2 separate regions of the Mus musculus genome follow, and region 1 is linked to region 2. Evidence: chromatin contacts called from public HiChIP or PLAC-seq data. All regions are on one chromosome and are shown on one strand. Each heading gives the region's core, a stretch centred on a gene start, on an enhancer-like site or on the middle of the called end of the contact. The rest is flanking DNA. Distances are from core to core; before and after follow the strand shown. Region 1 overlaps Cuedc1 (CUE domain containing 1). Region 2 holds the start of C030037D09Rik (RIKEN cDNA C030037D09 gene).

The links. HiChIP or PLAC-seq counts read pairs in DNA pulled down with a chosen protein or histone mark.
Region 1: a FOXA1 HiChIP or PLAC-seq map of pancreatic cancer cells shows a contact between it and region 2. The contact joins the enhancer-like site here to the promoter of C030037D09Rik in region 2. A contact is called at or near these places in 8 of 39 promoter capture datasets (the C10 cell line, cranial neural crest, frontonasal cranial neural crest and 4 more), 9 of 115 datasets of contacts at active chromatin or transcription factors (bone marrow-derived macrophages, effector CD8 T cells, embryonic basal ganglia and 6 more) and 1 of 9 other capture datasets (embryonic stem cells).

Annotation. Positions count from the first base shown.
Region 1 is chr11:88,177,709-88,182,699 of GRCm38.p6, reverse strand. Cuedc1 (CUE domain containing 1) reads right to left here. Exons shown (of 11, transcript NM_198013.3): 4 at 93-219. Among named protein-coding and RNA genes, the nearest start is that of Mrps23, 24 kb to the left of the region's middle. Within about 2 kb of position 1,294, at least 182 of the 459 cell types and tissues checked have an H3K27ac peak or open chromatin away from gene starts, as enhancers often do. A contact at or near this core is called in bone marrow-derived macrophages and pancreatic cancer cells, where this site is marked.
Region 2 is chr11:88,717,253-88,722,248 of GRCm38.p6, reverse strand. C030037D09Rik (RIKEN cDNA C030037D09 gene) reads right to left here and starts at 3,606. Exons shown (of 4, transcript NR_038058.1): 1 at 3,232-3,606; 2 at 1,677-1,843. Msi2 (musashi RNA-binding protein 2) reads left to right here and starts at 4,020. Exons shown (of 14, transcript NM_054043.3): 1 at 4,020-4,220; 2 at 4,504-4,544; 3 at 4,878-4,959. The coding sequence starts at 4,159.

The DNA.
Region 1 (4,991 bases), core at 45-2,544, 540 kb after region 2:
AAACTGGCTGGTACAGACCATGACAGATGTAGCCCAGGAGAGATGCTGGACAGGCAGGCAGGTAGGGTGGAGGTTCGAGGGCAGCCTCTTACCTGAATGCTGTCCATCTGCTGGGGAAGGATTCGGAGGAAGTCATCCGGGAGGCTGCCCAGCAGGGGTGGGTTCCAGTTTCTGTAGCGTCTCTGGCTTGCAGGTTGTCCGGAGCCTGGGACATCAATCCTGGGGGATGAGAGGTAAGGAGAGCAGGGCATAGTCAGGCTTAGCCATAGCTCTGTTGGCCCATCCCAGGCCCTTGGGCAGATGGAGATCTTGCTCAGAGTATCCAGTGCCTACACCGCTTTCTGAACAAAGGTGCAGGCATGCATTCTGCTGAACGAGGGAAACAGCAGACCAAGAAGGAAGGCAGCCAGTCAACATTGCAGACTTACATACGGACTTTCTGAATGTCCCCTACAGACTGGGGGGTGGGGGGTGGGGGTGGGGTCAGACATTTCTGTGCTATGTCCCTAGCTGGCACAGTGCTGGACTGTTAAATAATAGCGATCACACCCCACACACCCCCAACAGCAGACAAGTAGCCTGCCGACAGCCCGTTCTGTCCTCGTTTGTTGAGGCGGGAGCTCCCTGAGATTCCTGGACAATAAGCAGGTCTGAGTTCACATTCTGGCTCAACTATAGCCAGCAAAGGGGAGGGAACATTGAGGAGCCCCTGGTACTTTGTTATAAATTCTAGATCTTGCTGCTCTCCTGCCCAGGTACTAAGACACTCACACACACTTTCACACACACACACACACTCACACATATACATACACACACTCACACATATACATACACACATACTCACACACACACACACTCTCACACACTCACATACTCACACATACACACTCACACACACATATACACTCACAGACACACACATATACATACACATACACACACATACACATACACACTCACGCACACATACACTCACACACACACATACTCACACACACACTCACACACACACATCCCCATGAGCTGCAGCTTGAACAGATGGAGCCCAGAGTTAGGGTCTTGTTCCCAAGGGGTTCTATGGGGCCTCTCTTCCCAGACAAGGTGTGTCTGTGCTAAGCAGCCAGGACAGGAGAGGACCAAGGGCCTGGCTGCCCTGACCCCAGGCTCTATCCCAAGCCCAGGCCCGAAGGAAGCCTGGAGCTGGGCCAGGAGCTCCAGGACTCCCCAGCAGCCTGCTGCGTGGCAACCGCAGGACACGTGTCCTGCTGAATCAGGGAAATGACACATGGAGAAAGCAGGCGGCGGGGAGGTGGTGGGGGCCATGCTGGGCTCGGCCTGGCTTTGATTTGGCCTCCAGCTCCAGGAATCCCTCCACCCCCTCACTGGAGGGGAGCTTTTCCGTCTGCCGCTAACTTGTGGAAATAACTTCCTTTCCTTTTTCTATTTTGGGCTGGTGGCCCGGTGGGTACGAGGGGAGGGCTGAGGGGAGGGTGGGGGCAGCAGCAGACGGATAACCAGCTGCTAAGTGCTAGGGGGAGCTCAGCTCGAAGCCAGAGACACACATGGATATCCAGAGAGGCGCCTGCAGGGGAGCCCAGGGCTCGGTCTCCTCCACATTGCTCTGCCACTTATGTCCCTGTCCCAAGCTCTGGTTCCCTCCCAAGGCCCATCTGTCAGTCCCACAGACACCACTTCCAGCCATAATGGAAGAAGGCTTGTCTAGGCTTCGTTTGGGGCAAGGTAAACACCCCAACTCAGTTATATCTGGAATCCACCCAGACTGCCCAGGGAGAGTCCAAACTCTGACTAAGACCCTTCTAGCTTTTGTATTTCTGGGATGCCCAGGGGATGAGGGTTGACATGGGGAGAATTCCTTTTCTTCCAGAGTCTCCCGGGCTGCTGGGCACGGGTCCTGGAAAGTCCATCAGTCATCCTCCTCCGAACCCTGGGGTGAAGTCATCCTCAGCTGCCTGACTGAGGGAGGGGGCCAGCCCAGGGCAGGCAGCCCGGCAACTCCATTATGGTTGGAAAGGAATGGGAGAAATGAGCTGCTGAGGTAAAACAATTTCCACACAAAAACAGCAGGCGGCCTGTGGAGGGGCCTCCTGGGCTGCTGGGACTCAGGCAGATGGAGAGAAGAACCCAGCAGCAGTGGGGGAGGGGAAGGAGACCGAGGCCAAGAGGATCTTCAGGTACTGAGTCCCTGGAACCCCTAGACTTGAATTTCAGGCTGAGGTGGATGATGACGTCATGTGTAACCACAGGATGTTGGACCACCTACCTGGCTGGGAAGGATCTCAGACATGCGCCTTTCCAGAAAGGGGGGGGGGGTTAGTGGAGTCTGGACGTGCAGCCCACGTGGGCGGGACCCTGTCACAGGTCACTAAATGATGTAGCTGCATCATTCAGGCAAAACCTAAGCAAAGGACCCTAGCAGATGGGCCTGCGTCTTTGGATCCTGCGGGACAGTATCTGAGCTCTGAAACTGTCCTGTTACCAGGCTCATCCCAGGGACATGGTGACAGAAAGGGACCAGACCACTAGCTTCTCTCAAACCTAACCTTCAGCGGCCAAAGATTTTTAGAATACCAGTCTACCAGTGCCCTGCCGTGGTATAGTCCCACGGAGTCTCCTGTAGTTGCAGGGTAAGGTGTGTGTGTTCTTTGGAAGCTCCACGGAGCCCCCATGACCGACCCATGTTCCTCTCTGCTCACTGATGAACAGCTCCTCGAGATGGCCCCCCTCCCTGCTTCTCCTGTGCGTACACCACTCCCTCTGTTTAGAACAGAGTCCTGTCCTCAGTCTCACTAAAGTAAGGAGGTGTGGATGGCAGACCCTCGCTTGGACAGCAGCTTCTGGGCCCCCATGTTTGTGGTTCCTGAAATTCTGATCTACAGTAGAAGAGCCCAGAGGACAAGCAACACACACACACACACACACACACACACACACACACACACACACACACACACACACACACACTGTAATTGAAACTATTTAAGTACTTTGGGATAAACATTATAGTTTGGTCTGCAATGTCCCCACAGGCTTGTATGGTTGAACTCCTTGTCTGCAGTTAGTGGCACTGCTTTGAGAAGCTACTCTTTACAGGTGGGATCTAGGCCACTAGGGGCAGGCCTGGAAGGTTGCACCTGCCTCTGGCTCTAAACCAGCTCTCTCTGCTTCCTGATGCAGGTGATGTGAAAGGCCCACGGCCCTGTTCTGCCACACCTTTTCCTGCCACAGTGAACTAAAATCCCTCTCACACCATGAGCCAAATAAGCCTTCTCTCAATCCAGTCCTTGCCTTTGGGTGTTTTGCCACAGCAACATAAATGAAATAGAGGATTGAGACAAGCAACGACACAGAAGTCAAGCCAGGTGGTGGTGGCTTTAATTCCAGCACTCAGGAGGCAGAGGCAGATGGATCTTTTGAATTCTGGGCCAGCCTGGTCTACATAGCTAGCTCTAGAACAGGCAAGGCTGTACAAAGAAATCCTGTCTGGAGGCAGGGTAGGAGGAATCAAAAGAAAATCATTTAGCACCAGTACCCCGGAGCTCTTGACTCTAGCTGCATATGTATCAAAAGATGGCCTAGTTGGCCATCACTGGAAAGAGAGGCTCATTGGACATGCAAACTTTATATGCCCCAGTACAGGGGAACGCCAGGGCCAAAAAAATGGGAATGGGTGGGTAGGGAAGTGGGGGGAGGGTATGGGGGACTTTTGGGATAGCATTGGAAATGTAATTGAGGAAAATATGTAATAAAAAATATTAAAAAAAGAAGAAGAAGAAAGAAAATCATTTAGCTCTCATCTCCGTAAGCTGCTCCAGGCGTGACCTCTCTGGCAGTCTCACGAAGGTTCTAACTTTCACTCCCCAGCCTGCATCTCTTGTACCACCTGAGAACTCCATGGAGGACCTCTACCCCACCCAGCTAACTTTCCAAACTCTCAGCTTCCTAAGCTACATACAGTCTGACTTCTCAGCAGGGAGGAGAGGACATAGCGATGAAAACCCAGTACGATGACCTGGGTTCACACCCAGCCTTGGCCACTGGGGACAGCAGTAACCCTCTGGGGCTCAGCTTTGTCAGCTGTGAGATGGGCGACTGCACTGCTTACCACTGAAGTCCTTAAGTCATCGAGTAAAGGACCATGGCCGTCTCTGGCACACAGCAGCTGTTCTTACTGGCTCTCCAGGCTCCCCACTGTCACTGTTCTAGGGCTCTTAAGATGTCTAGAATTGGGGGATCACTATAGCACCCCCCCATCATCTCCTCTCACCTTGTCTGTCATTCTAACAAACAGCAGCTCCTGGACAAAGCAACCACACCTAGGCTCTAACATCTGCCAAACCCAGAGCCCAGAAAGCAAGCTCTTCACGTACAACGGACCCCACTGGCACTAGCTTCTTTTTAAGCTTCCAAAGAACAAGAGTCTCAAAGCTGAGACAAGTCTCCCGGGTCCTTGCTGCCCACTCTCCCGTCTCCCGTCATCAAACTAACCCAGAAAAAGACACATCTTCACATGGCTTTAAAATCCTCTCAACATCACTAGCTGAGGGGTGACAAACAGTCATCCCACTGGGGACTGACTGACAGCTACCTGGGGGTGCTGGGGTGGGAGGGATGCTGAGGTTCATCTTGCCTCCGCAGGAGACAGCACAATGATTAATTACTGATGTGTCCATGGGCTGGGGAAAGGAAGGGTCAGTACAAAATTTCATGAGCTCATCTTCCTACCCGTCCTCTCCCTTGATTACACATTCCAAGGACCCGGAGGCTGTGCCATATTTAATTAACTATATCCCATAGGCATATGCTGCTATAGCTAACTTGTGTTTGCTCTGCGGGCACTTTAGAGACAGCCATCTTCTCTAGCCTTCCTCTTTATTTTTAGGATCCTTTTACACTGAACCTGGAACTTACTGACTGGCTAACTCAGCTGGTCACTGAGCTGCAGGGAGCTGCCCGTCTCTGCAACTCCA
Region 2 (4,996 bases), core at 2,357-4,856:
TCAATCTGTCTACCACCAAAATTATTTATCGTCAGCCATGAACTAGCAGGTACTGTACTGGGTACAAGGAGAGCAAACTGGACGGGAGCTCGTGGCTTGGCAGTGACGGATGATAAAGCAAATGGTCACACAAGGTAAGGTACACGGAGGACCTTCCCGTGGGTTAAGTGTCTATTGAGAGCCATCTGACCTGGTTAGAAAAGTGTGGGAAAGCTTCCCAGGCATATAAATGGACTAAGAGTCCTCGTGGGTAGCTGTGGGAGACCATCCCCTGGCCTCAGGTGCAAGAGGTCTGATATACTGTAGCAGGAGAGAAGGCTTTGATGGTCCATTGGGTATACATTTTTGCTGATGAAGCCTGACCCTGACTAGCTAAATTCAACCTCTGCAACCTAGGAGAAAGCGAGAACAGATTCCTGAAAGCTGTCCTATGATCACACATGCACACACATACCATGGAAATAAAACTTTTAAAATGTAATAAATTTAAATTGAGAAATAATAATAAGACAGTTTTGAGCAAAATTTTCAAGGTGGATTCTACAGAGTTGCACACGGTAAGGGCAGAGTTCAGCCACATTGCCTCCAGGCTGGCTAAGGCTCTTCACTGATGAAGATTCCAAAAAGAGGTTCAAATGTAGGGGAGAATAGTATGTGTGTGGCTTTGGCAGTGTTGCGTCCACATCCGGAATACCTCTAGGAAATGTAAACAGAGATGTATAGAGAAAGGATACTGTGCAGAGCCTGGAACTCGGGCAAGGTCAGGGCCGGAGGAGATTTGGAGCAGCATCAGCATGTGGGTGGTATTTAAACTCATCCTGCTAGGAAGGTCATCCAGAGAGGGGGTAGCTGGAGGAGAGCATCAGGCAGAGGAAGCACACCAATGTTTAAAGGAAAAGTAGAGACGAAGGGAGGACCCAGAGATAGAAAAGGAAAAGTGGCCAGGGGCCAGAGAGCCCAGGAGAGCGTGGGCAAGAGCAGAATGGGGTGGGGGTGGGGGCGAGTCCTCAAGGCAGTGTGAGTTATACAGCACCACCACTGGTACCCTGAGCGAGCGAGTGAGCTGAGCGAGCTGGAGAAGAAACACTGAATCATCAACCCTTACTAATCCTAGTGCAAAGGGCGGTAGGGGGAGGGTTTTTTTTTGTGTGTGTGTGTGTGTGTGTTTGCTTTGGACAATGAAACTGTCCCACATGTTTATCTTGATGGTCACCCTACAATCTGTACATCGGTCAAATCTCAGAACCAGGGAGCAGGGGAAGAAGGCCTGTAGCAGAGTGTTGCCACCTAGGTATGTGGTGAGTGCAGTGAGATGGGACAAGCAAAACAACCTCCTGAAGGCTGGGTGTGTGGCTCAGTTGGTGGAAGCTTCCCTGCGACACTGGGAGCCTAGGGGTTGATCTCCAGCACTGCAAACCTGGCACGGTGGCCCCAAGCTACAATTGCAACAGCAGAGGCAAGAATGTCAGAAGTTCAAGGCCGTGATCCTCCGCAATCTATGGAGTTCACCATCAGCCTGGGCCGCATGAGACACCATCTCAACAAAACAACACAATCTGCGAAGGAAAAATAAAACTTGGTGGTGGTGGTGGTGTGGCCAGTGTCAGGATGCTCTCTCCAGTTCAAGGCCTGTCTGGGTTCTTGCATTGCAAGACTCCAACTCCAACAATACCAACCTTAAGAAAAACAGTGCAGTGACGTAGTAGCCTTCTCCTTTAGTCCTTTATCAGTCTCTGGCTTGGACACTGCAGTGCTCGGGGCCCCGCCCCATCAGGTCTCCTCCCAGCTCACCACTTAACAGTTTGTTCAAGTCTCCATCAGGAAGGTAGCCACTGACTTCTGCCTATCGAGGAACAACAAACAGCACACTACAGAGTCAAAGGGCACTGAACCATGGCCAGAGCCCCTTTTAGGTATTAACTGGTTGGGGTGGGAAGGCGGCCTGACAGCCTGGCACCTTTGGGACTCCCATATTCAAGGAAGGAGCCGGGTAAAGAAAGGCCTTTCTAGCTCTGATGATCTGTGGTTCTGCGGTAAAAATCCAAAATATAATCCAATTAGCTGTGTTGCCTGTACTTTGTGATTGAGAATAATCGCAAAAAAACAATTACCATCATAAAAACATGCAGCTCTTTAACACATGGGAACCCAGATGATTCAAAAATCAGTTTGTTTGGAGTGTTGGGAAACAGCAGGGTTTGTGGTCTGAAGTCTTATGAAGTGCCTTCTAAAAATCATATTCACAATTTATAATAAACACAGTCCATGTAAGTACACAATTTTAAAAAGGGACTTTGACATTGTTACATTGTTCACTACAAATGCTCCGCCCATCCATGCTGTCAGAGAGGCACTACCCCAGTTTAGGGGACAGAGAGATTGACAGTCTGACCACTCAAAAGCTTTGGCTGTGTTGAGATTTTTCCAAATGTCTCCAAACCCACAATGGACACGGCATAGTTTTGGTGATGAGTGAATTCCATTGTCTCCTAATCCTATGAAAATTAATGGGAAAGTGTTAATTGTGCATCAATGCATGCTTAACATTAACCCAGGGATTTGATGAACCACAACTTTATGTTGCCCCTCATGCCATATTAACTTGGTTTATTGTAATAATTTAAAACAATAAGGATAATTGTATCCGTACTGTTTTAAATACTCCATAAATTGAATACAGCCTGAATCTGGCCAGCCTGGAATACGAAGTGTGCGATTCCCCCGGGAAGCTACAGTCACCAATCCTTTGGAGTTTACACTTTGCCAGGGGAGAAAGGGAACTTTTACCAAACACCTACTAAGTGTCAGAATCTGTGAGGCTCCTAGTTCCAAAAACTAGGGGTAAGGTGCTTTGTTATCTCCAAGACCTACCGCAGGTCTTGGGAGATAGAGAGCCATTTCACTCCTGGCGCTTACACTCTTTACAGAGGAAGCCCTAGTAACTTTAAACATAAATAAATTAGATAACGGATGAATGGTCGAGGGATTTTCTGAAATAAGCACCTATCTTAACCACCCTCGGGATACTCCCAAACTGCTACTCAATCTCCATGAACATTTGCTTTGAACCCCAATCATTTGACCTTGACCCCTACAAGCCCACTTTATTATATTTTCAAATCGCGGTCTGAGTAAGGCGCAAGCCCTGTCTGGTTGCTTCCTCGCCCCCTGTTATCTATCGCGTCAGTTTCTCAAAGTTCCGAAATAACCTTCGCGGGCACGGCTCCGTACCTCTGGCGGGGAAGGGCGGGGAGCCGTGCAGGACGTGCCAGTGTGGAGCGGGAGCCAGAGAACTTGCCGCGCGAAGGGAAAATAAAACTTGTGGCTGGTGTTCGTGCAGGAGGGTCTCCTCCATCCGCAAGCCCCCCAGATCCCGGGGTTCTCGAGGACTGCCCTGGGAGCGCAGGGTGTGGGTGTGCTCCCGGCGTCCTTGACCTAAATTTCCGCGCGGTGGCTGGAAACGGGGGCACAGAGGCAGGGAGGGCGGCGGGTGCCACCTCCGAATCGGGCGCAGGGCCCCAGGAACTTGAATGAATAGTCCGAACTAGGGGGGCCCGGGGGCGCTGCCGCCTCCCGGCCCAGCGAACAGCCCGGGCCGAGCTCCCCGCGCCTCCCCCTCCCCCACACCCAGCCCATGTGATCTGAGCCGACTCGGGGTGCGCTTCCCGTCTCCCCGCCTGCTTGGCGTGGCCAACCCCCCCACTCGAGTCGCGGGGCTCGCGCGCCGCCCCTGATGGGTCCCGCTGCCGCGGGGGGCCGAGCGTGTGCGCGCGCGGACAGGCGGGGGACCGAACGGGGTGCGTGACGTCACCGCATTGGTTACACGACGTTCTAGAACTCCGCCCCACGTGCGCGGGGAGGAGGGGGAGGAGGAGGAGGAGATGGGGGTGGGGAGGAGGAGGGGGAGAGGTGGGGATGGGCCGGGGGGGCGGGGACGGGGGGTGTGCGAGGCGGCGGGGCTGAGCTGAGCCGAGCCCACGTGTGACGGGCTCTCGCCGCTGGCCCGGCTCGGCGCTCGCGGAGCTTCGCAGCCGCCGGGCGGGGGGAGGAGGCGGGGGAGGAGGGACGGAGATCTGGGGCTCGGAGCCGGCCGCCGCTGCGCTCCGCTTCGCTGTGGGGCTCGGTGTGTCGGGGGTGGGGGGGCGGGGGGGCTCCGCTATGGAGGCAAATGGGAGCCCAGGCACCTCGGGCAGCGCCAACGACTCCCAGCACGACCCCGGGTAAGTTTCCAGCCGCTGCCCACCGCGCCGCCGCGGGCTCGTTCGGGGCTGTGCGGGCGACGGTGCGGAGCGGGGCATTCGCGCGCCCCCCGCGCCCCCGCGCGCACCCTTGGGGCACTCGCGCACCTTGGGGTGGCGTGGGGCCGCCACCTTCTCCCCCAGCCCACCTCCAGGCTCGCGCTCGCCCGCTCCCCCCCAGCTTTCCTTTTAGCTTTTGTAAGTTACACGTCAAAATGGCCGATCTGACATCGGTGCTCACTTCGGTTATGTTTTCTCCCTCTAGTAAAATGTTTATCGGTGGACTGAGCTGGCAGACCTCACCAGGTAAGGGAGGGAGGGGGGGACGCCTGGGTCCCCCCCTTCTTGGCTTCTTTATTGCTCTTTGTTATCCCAGTGTAAGAGCCCCCCCACCCCGCCATTGGCTCCCCACTTCTCCTGTGCAAGGTTATTTTTTTAAATAGCAAATCCTTTCCGAGCCCTCTACGCGACCTCTGTTGCTGAATTTCCCCCTCGTGTGCAAAAATATTGCAAAAACAAAACAGAATAACAACAGAAAACTACTTTTGCTTTTTGTCCTTGATCAAAAAATTGCATTGCTCCCCCCTCCACACCTTCTCCCACCCCCCCATCTCTCTCTCTCTCCCTCTCTCTCTACAGATAGCCTTAGAGACTATTTTAGCAAATTTGGAGAAATTAGAGAATGTATGGTCATGAGAGATCCCACAACGAAACGCTCCAGGTAACGCATTCCCTTCTCGATTTTGCCTTTATTTTAG